Regions from separate parts of the Ovis aries genome. Here all the other regions are linked to region 2. A link is a contact called in public Hi-C data. All regions are on one chromosome and are shown on one strand. Each heading gives the region's core, a stretch centred on a gene start, on an enhancer-like site or on the middle of the called end of the contact. The rest is flanking DNA. Distances are from core to core; before and after follow the strand shown. Region 1 overlaps RGS3 (regulator of G protein signaling 3). Region 2 overlaps C2H9orf43 (chromosome 2 C9orf43 homolog). Region 3 has its middle 190 kb from the start of RGS3.

Evidence for each region. Hi-C and Micro-C count contacts between places; a contact is called where the count stands out from the background.
Region 1: a contact with region 2 is called in a Hi-C map of liver, with 4 times the contacts expected there. The contact joins two enhancer-like sites. A contact is called at or near these places in 15 of 16 Hi-C or Micro-C datasets (blood, hypothalamus, liver and 7 more).
Region 3: a Hi-C map of liver shows a contact between it and region 2, with 8 times the contacts expected there. The contact joins two enhancer-like sites. A contact is called at or near these places in 13 of 16 Hi-C or Micro-C datasets (blood, hypothalamus, liver and 6 more).

The regions. Positions count from the first base shown.
Region 1 is chr2:10,139,947-10,142,646 of ARS-UI_Ramb_v3.0, forward strand. RGS3 (regulator of G protein signaling 3) reads right to left here. Exons shown (of 23, transcript XM_042242856.1): 19 at 1,747-1,811. Among named protein-coding and RNA genes, the nearest start is that of RGS3, 130 kb to the right of the region's middle. Within about 2 kb of position 1,280, at least 10 of the 54 cell types and tissues checked have an H3K27ac peak or open chromatin away from gene starts, as enhancers often do. A contact at or near this core is called in liver, where this site is marked.
Region 2 is chr2:10,285,065-10,287,764 of ARS-UI_Ramb_v3.0, forward strand. It overlaps C2H9orf43 (chromosome 2 C9orf43 homolog), which reads right to left. Exons shown (of 14, transcript XM_060408884.1): 13 at 1,833-1,951. The coding sequence ends at 1,848. Among named protein-coding and RNA genes, the nearest start is that of RGS3, 16 kb to the left of the region's middle. Within about 2 kb of position 1,352, at least 2 of the 54 cell types and tissues checked have an H3K27ac peak or open chromatin away from gene starts, as enhancers often do. A contact at or near this core is called in liver, where this site is marked.
Region 3 is chr2:10,079,518-10,082,217 of ARS-UI_Ramb_v3.0, forward strand. No RefSeq gene overlaps it. Among named protein-coding and RNA genes, the nearest start is that of RGS3, 190 kb to the right of the region's middle. Within about 2 kb of position 1,439, at least 15 of the 54 cell types and tissues checked have an H3K27ac peak or open chromatin away from gene starts, as enhancers often do. A contact at or near this core is called in liver, where this site is marked.

The DNA.
Region 1 (2,700 bases), core at 30-2,529, 150 kb before region 2:
TAAGAAAAAAGGAGAGTAAAATAAAAATTATGGTAAAGGTCACTTAAATGCGGAATCTAGAAAAATAGTACAGATGAACTTATTGGCAAGGTAGAAAGAGAGACACAGATGCAGAGAACGAACCTAAGGTTACCAAGGAGGGGGTACGAACTGGGAGATTGGGTTTGCCATATACACAGCTATGTATAAAGCAAATGACTAACGAGAACCTACTGTTCAGCACAGGGAACTCTACTCAGTGCTCTGTGGTGACCTAAATGGGGAGAAAATCTAATAAACAAAGCAACTATACTCCAATAATTTCTCTTTTCTTTAAAGTATTGTAAAGGCAGGCGGCGCAGTGGTAAAGAATCCGCCTACCACTGCAAAAGACGCAGGTTTGATCCCTGAGTCAGGAAGATCCTTTGGAGCAGGAAATGGCAACCCACTCCAGTATTCGCGCCTGGAAACTTCCATGGACAGAGGATCCTGGCAGGCTGCAGTCCATGGGGTGGCAGAGTCAGACAGAACTAAGCACGCATGCGTGAATGCAAAGGTCAAATTAGATAATACATGTCAATGCACACAGAACAGTGCCTAGCACAATAAATATGAGCTATTTATCATTGCAGATCTAAGAATCCTCGCCTAAGCATTTAAGAATGTGAGCCATGGGTCGTCAAGAGGCAGTGCCCTACTTGAAAAGAAGGCCAGAGTGGGTGAGGCAGGAGAGCTCCAGCACCCTGGATGCCTGCCCTCTGCTGCCCTCCACTGCTGCACTCCTGGGAGCGCCACCCTCAGCCATTCTGGTGCCGCCTTCACCGGATGGTTGGTACAAAGAGTCATCTTTGTGCATTTCACCTTCCCTAGAAAGTGCGTCGGTTCTGGCTGCAGAGTGAGAGAAGCCTAATGTTGCTGCGAGAAACTGGAGAGGGCAGGGAAGCTGGGGAGAGAGTTTCTAGGGAGTGGACCTGAGCCAAGGTTGCAGTCAGGGCCCCGACCCCAAGGCCGGCCTAATTGGTGTGCAACGGTGGGCTCTACAGGACCTGGAGGGGAGGGGGTTCCCTCTGAGGGCCACCATGTCCCTCACCGCCTTCTCCTCTGTCCCTGCCCACAGTCTCCATGGCCCGGGGTACAAGGAGACCATGGAGAAAACCCCTCACTCTCTGTTAATAACCGAGTACCTCTAACAAACTTCCAAATCGAAAGTATAAATTATGTGGAGGGGGTGGGGGCAGAAAGGCATGGGGCGTATGGGATCGGCTCTCTGAGCCTGCAGCACCCCCTCCTGGCAATGCCCAGGACTGCCAGCATTCAAGAGCTCAGTGGAGAAAGGGGACTCTCGTGACCAGGCTAGTCAGCCCTTTCTCGGAGGGAGTGAAGAACTCGTCATGGTCACTTGGCCACCGCTTGGCCTGGCAGCTGGACAGAGCCAGGGCAACCCAGCTGCTTGCTTTTGCTTGGTTCCCTGTGGCTTCCAGATACTAAATCAGCACCTCGCCTCACTCTGTGTGGATGGACGCTGAGGGCGGTGCTGGGTGCTCAGGACCCTGGCTGACCTCACCTTGGGGCCACAGCTAGGTCCCAAGATCCCATTTTTCATGAGTGTCTGTCTAGGGTAGGACTGGATGCAGCCCCTTCTCCCTGCCTCTGCCCCTGGCCCACTGGGCATGGAGAATAAGCCGGCAGACAGGGGAAGGAGAGGGGTGCAGGGACCGTCCCCCGCCCCCATCACTAGGGTGAGGACCATAGATCTTTCCAACGTACAGGTTTTTGCTCTTTCTCTTCCGGGAGGTGTCATCATCGTCCCCTACTGTGTCAGGCCCGCTCATCTGCAGAGAAAACACAGACACGTTGCAACCTGGGCTGTTGTCTGAGCAAAGAGAGGCTCAGGGATCTAGCAGGTCCCACCAACCAGCCCACCCCCACCTCCATGCTCCCACCCCTTGAAGAACAGCAGAGGGAGGGAGACCCCGCTACTAGGAGCAGCCTGTTCACAGAGTGTCCTCCTCGAGCACCTAGGAACGCAGCTTGCGCAGGAGCAGCCAGAAACACAGCACTCACGGAAGCAGGGCAGGACAGAGACAAAGCTTCAGTCAAGGTTCTACTGTGTGACTTAGCCAACGGCTGTCCCTCCCTGAGCCTCTAGTGCTTAACTCCAACATGGAGATGACAATGACTAACCAACTCAGGATCCTGAGGTTTTTAAAGAGACCTGGGGTGGGTCAGCAGCGTGTGGAGTGCATTATTACATACAAGAGCACCTCTCATGCCTTAAGAGCTTCCCTGGTGGCTCAGATGGTAAAGGCGTCTGCTTGCAATGCAGGAGACCCAGGTTTAATCTCTGGGTGGGGAAGATCCCCTGGAGAAGGAAATGGCAACCCACTCCAGTACTCTTGCCTGGAAAATTCCATGGATGGAGGAGCCTGGGAGGCTACAGTCCATGGGGTCGCAAAGAGTGGGACACGACTGAGCGACTTCACTTTCACTTTCTCTTGCCTGTCTCTTAAAGCTTTCCATGGCTCCCAAGTACCCTTGAGACAATGTCCAAACTCCAGGACATGGTGTACAGGGTTTACCATCTTCGGATCTGGGCAGAAAGCTCTGTATCACCATCAGCTACAACTCCGTCGGTTATCTCTCTGGCCTGACCCCTGCTCCAGCAACCTCTTCAAACTGCCCTTCAACCGAAAACCATTCCAACCAAAAACCTTCCCAGTC
Region 2 (2,700 bases), core at 102-2,601:
AGGAGCATGGTGTGGATGCCACAGCTAGTAGGACTGAGTGATTAACTGAACTCAAAGGAGCCATGATAGGGAAAGGTCAGAGATGATCGCGCAGTCTAGACGAGCGCTCTGTACCTCACAGCTGTGCAGTGACTATTTGTGGACTGAATGAATGAACAATAAGTAAGTTACAGAATAAACAATTTACCAATGAATGACAGGCAGAGAAGAGGACATTATTTTTGGAGATCCTTTCCAAGACAGAGCCATCATTAGAAGTAATATAGAAGCAAGCAAAAAATTCAGATTTTTGGTTGACAACCCCCTATATTATAAAGGGAGAAATTCTTTTTCTCATCAAGAGAAATTTAGGAAACACAAAGCAATTAGAAGAGCCTCAGATCACTTTTGATGTTTCTACCTTCCCAATGCTGCCTCTCTGAGTCTCTGCTCAACTGATAATCCATCAGGATCATCAATTGCCCCCAACTTCTCCAAATCCTAGGCTTCTGTGTATGTTCCAGGATTTTCCACACTCCTGAAATGGTTCTTCCAATGACAATCTAAATGGTTCAAAAGCTTTATTTATTTACTGAATGCCCACTACATGAACTATAAGCTACGGCTATAATAAGCATGACAACAGACACAGTCCCATCGCTCCTGGAGTTTCCAGTCCCCTTGAGCGTTTCAATCAGATCACTATGTAAATGATAAAATATGGCTTTTCCTCCATTTATTCACAAAGAAGTCTCTTTGACTGTATACACACGGTCTCAGAAATAACTGGAGGCCTCCAGTCCGCAGAAGAGTATCATTTTCACAAGGTGATATCGCCACCTAGTGGTCAAAAACAACCTTACCATTTGATCCAGTAAAATTTCTAGCTGTATTTCTGAGGACTCTCCAAGTCTCTAGAATATTCCCTTTCTCTATCAAGATAAGATAGGCGTTGATTCTCTAACATATAATAAATGCTTAATATTTTTAATTAAATGTATAAACAGGAGCGCAAATGAATTTCATACCTTGGTACGTTATGGCGGTTGAAAATTTACATTTTTTCCCCCAGATTCTTCTGGATTCCAAAGAACCTCTGAACATTTCTATCTAAAAGCCAGATGCATTTCTGTGCTTAATTCAGCAAACAACCTTCAGGTGTATTTGAATAAACTGATATTTTAAGGGTCATTGCCACCATGAATGAAACCCTGACTCCAAAGGAAGCATTCTGTAATCCAAAATCAATGAAGAACAGTCTGTTACCCCAGATGTCAGGACCAACAGCAAAACAAAAGATGGTTGTACAAGGAGGAGAGCATGGGCAGAGAATGTTGGAAGATCAATGACTCTCTTTCTACACACAGATCAAACTGACCCGTGTCACTGGAAGGTATGCTCAGAAAACCAGGGTGACTCAAAGTGGCCTATCCCTAGTAGAGATCACAAAGAAAGTAGAAAAGAACAAAAGAAATCAGAATCTAGTTTCTTAGGAACTCAAAGCTCCAGGACAACAGTCTAACAGGCCAAGGCTCGGGTCCTCTTGTCTGAAGTGAAAGTTGCTCAGTCCAACTCTGCAACCCCTTGGACTATACAGTCCATGGAATTCTCCAGGCCAGGATACTGGAGTGGGTAGCCTTTCCCTTCTCCAGGGGATCTTCTCAACCCAGGGATTGAACCCAGGTCTCCCACATTGCAGGTGGATTCTTTACCAGCTGAGCCAGCAGGGAAGCCTGCTTAAATATATAAAGTGGATCTCCAACTGATCCTGGGGAGCCTCCTGGCTGTTAGGCCTTGATTCTCCTGATGCCTGCGGCCCAGATGGTAGGAAAACGGCAGTTAGCAACAGTTACCTGGCTCCTTCTCTCTCAGAACATGGAGAGGCTGAAGCAGAGGCTTCGGGAGGGCTCCTTGCCATCAGTCAGTTCTTTTTTACATGGCCTCATCCTTCCTGTCTGATTAAGATTGTCGTCTGTGCATAAAGAGAGGGAACCAGAGAGGCGTCAGAACACAGTGCAAGAACAAGAGCAAGCGCTCGGGTTCTAAGCCCAACCCCCTTCACTTGCCGGCCTTGGATGTCTGGCAAATTACCTAACCTCGCCAGCAAGGCCAGCAGGTACTATTGCGCAGGTGGTGGGTCAGCTCCCGGGGTGTTGCTCAAATGGTAATCACCGTAGATGTGTTTATCCATTGAAATAATTTTTTTAGCAAATAGTTTGTGAAGTGTCTTGAAGGGTCCCTTTCTCTAATTCACCCAAAGGTCCCCAAATGGCCTAGCATCAGCCCTGTATTCTGAGCTTCAGTTTCCTAAACCATAAAACAGAGACAATCCCCATGTGTCTATAGAGTTGGCCAGAGAACCAATCAAAACAGTGGATATGAAGCACCTTGAAAACTGTAATGTGCTCCATAGGCTATACTTCTCTATATCCATTTTGTGATTATCCAAATGAGGGATTGGCGTAACAAAGATGAAACAAGTTTTGGCCTATAATAATTTTTTTCTCTCTTTGAAAAGAGAAGCAAAGTCCAGTATTCAGATAACAATTATTTTCTCACTCAAAATACCTCACAGTTCAAAAGGCAACTTTGTACTAACCATCGGGACTTTAATGTGGGAGTTGCTTTACTACGTAAGCAAAGGAGCTGAATTTGTTTTGAAAGAGTTAGACCTTCTCTGAGTCTTCAGATAAAATGAGTGATTTGAAGCTAAGCCTTGTG
Region 3 (2,700 bases), core at 189-2,688, 210 kb before region 2:
ACCATCCACTCTGCAGTCAGAGGCTCTTCCAAAGCCCAGACCTGGCCCTATCCTTTCCATCAGGGCCCCCAGCCCATAGGCAGTCATGCTTCTCAGCTTGTCAGACAAGCCCTGAATTTCAGAGCCATGGGCAGCTTCACACTTCCTCCCTACAAGCCTCAGCTCACCCTATTCCCTCTTGGAAATGTACATCTGAGTCCTAGTCAATTTTCTGGGCCCAGCCCCACTCTCACTTCCTTCAGGAAGCCTTCCCTGCCCCCTGTACCTGAGCTCCTCACCTCATAGCCCAGCAGGGTTGTTCTCCACCCATGGCCAGCTCATCAGGCTCCCTGAGAGCAGGGACCATCTACAGCACCCACTCCTACCCACTCTCCCCAAGTAGTGGGACAAGAGGCGACTCAATTATCTTGGATAGTTTGGAGACAGAAGACGGGCCAGGATGGGCTCTTCTGATCCTTCTTGGCTGGGTGGGAGGAGAGGGTGGCACTGGCTTTGTGGCCACCATCACTGAAGCCCTAAAGACCAAAACTCACAGTTTGTGTAGCACAGTGTTAAGAAGACGGGCTCTGCAGCCAAAGCACCTGGGTTCAAGTCCAGTTCCACCATTCAGCGGCTAAGTGACCTTGGGTCACTAAGTTATCTAGCCTCTCTGTGCTTTTTTTCCCCATCTGCAAAATAGGATAAGGTAAGGTTGTTGTGAGGATAAGCACATACCACGGAGTTAGGGCTTATGGATGATCGTGACAACTGGGCTCAAATCCAGCAGCATCTCTGTGAGCTGGGACAAGTCAGTTAACATCGAAGCCGCTACATACAAGCACAAATACATGTGTACGTGTACATAGACACATATGTGCGTGCACACATGTGCTTACACGGGTGCACACACTCATGCACACATACCCAGTGCTGTGTATTTGCTTACTCTCTTGTTCACTATTTACTATCTTCCTTCCCCATCACAGACCAAAATGCAAGCTTGGTGAGGGCAGAAAATTCATCAGTGAAGCACCAGCTCCTAGCAAGGTGAAAGTGAAAGTCGCTTAGTCACTTCCGACTCTTTGTGACCCCATGGTCAATACCGTCCATGGAATTCTCCAAGCCAGAACACTGGAGTGGGTAGCCTTTCCCTTCTCCTGGGGATTTTCCCGACCCAGGAATCGAACCCAGGTCTCCTGCATTGCAGGCGGATTCTTTACCAGCTGAGCCACAAGGGAAGCCCTAGCAAAGTGTCTGACAAATAATAGGTACTCAACAAATATTTTCCAAAGAAACGGACAGATGTGGGCTTTCTTCATTCATAAAACGGGCAATAATAACCATCATCTGTCAGAAGTGATCAAGACAAGGCAGGAAAAGCCCAGGCAGTTTGCTCTCGGGAGTGGGAGGGCCTGGGACTAACCTTAGAGGTGGACACCAGGGGGCAGCAGAGGACCAAGTCACTTAGGCTGGGCTTAACCAAGGCGGCTGGGAGAGAGGGGCCCTTCCGCAGCTCCCGGGAGGGCTGGGCTGGGCACCCTGAAACACCACCCTCCATCCCCCTGTGCCCAGGCTTCCAGAGAGGCTCTAAAAGGGCAGATTCACTCCTTTGTCAAACCTCAATGGGGTCACAGACAGATTGTCACTTTCACAGAGCTCAGAGCCTAGTGGGGAGACAGTCTCTGAATGAGTAATTAAGTAATCACTTTAATTAAAGTAATTAAAGCAAAAAAGTGTGTGCTCTAAGGCAGCGAGCGGGGTGCGTGGAACACAATGAGCCCGTGTTTCAGGCTGAGCTGTGATGGCTGAGCAAGTCAAGCAGGTGAGGAGGGAAGGAGCTGGGGAGAGCACTCCAGCAAAAGGAATAACCTGGGCAAAGGCCCTGAGGCAGGAAGAGAAAGGAAGGGACTCCTTGAGCTCACACAGTGAAAAGCAGAACCAGGGCTGGAGCCCAGGCTTTCCGGCTCCCCATCCAGGGCTCCTCCCTTGTCCCTGGTTTTCCTTCCAATAAACTTCATCTCTGATGGAGCTGCCGCAGCAGCTGTGCTGGAGGCAGAGGAATTTTGGCCCTGATACTGCCTGACCCAACTTCCTCAGTATATAAGCTGATAAGAGATTTTTAATTCTGGTGTCTAGACAAAGACAATGACCAAATGTCCTGCAGCAGATGAGGCTGATAAGAGCCTATATTTGGGGAAAAACGGGGTGGCCCTCTCTGTGGTCACGCTGTAGTGACCCTCGACCAAGGCAAAGGGACTGCTGGGGCGGCCGAGCTGAGCTTGGAGGCGTCTAACAGGGTGAGGACATTGGCTGGGAGTCAGAGATGCTTGAGAAGGTCCAGTTAAGACTGACCTTCCTCTAGATGGACATTCCAGGGAGCCTGAGCTGGGGACAGGGCAACCCAGCGTTATCAATTGGAACAGATAAGGTTGTCCTGGAAACAAAACGAAGTCTACATCCAAGAGGCTTAAAACCACAAAGATCTATTTCTCGCTCATACGGAGTCCATCCTGGGTGCAGCAAGACCTCAAGTTGGCTCAGCGTGGCCCCTACATTTCCACCTGGGCGGAGAACCCCTGGGAAAGGGGAGCGGCTGCCATTAAATACTGCCACCTAGTGGTCACAGCTGGCAAAGCCCAAGCTCAAGCAGGCAGTTCTGTGCAATGGTCCCATGTGATGTGGTCTGAGCGCAGATGTCCGGCTGCCCATCATGGGATGCGC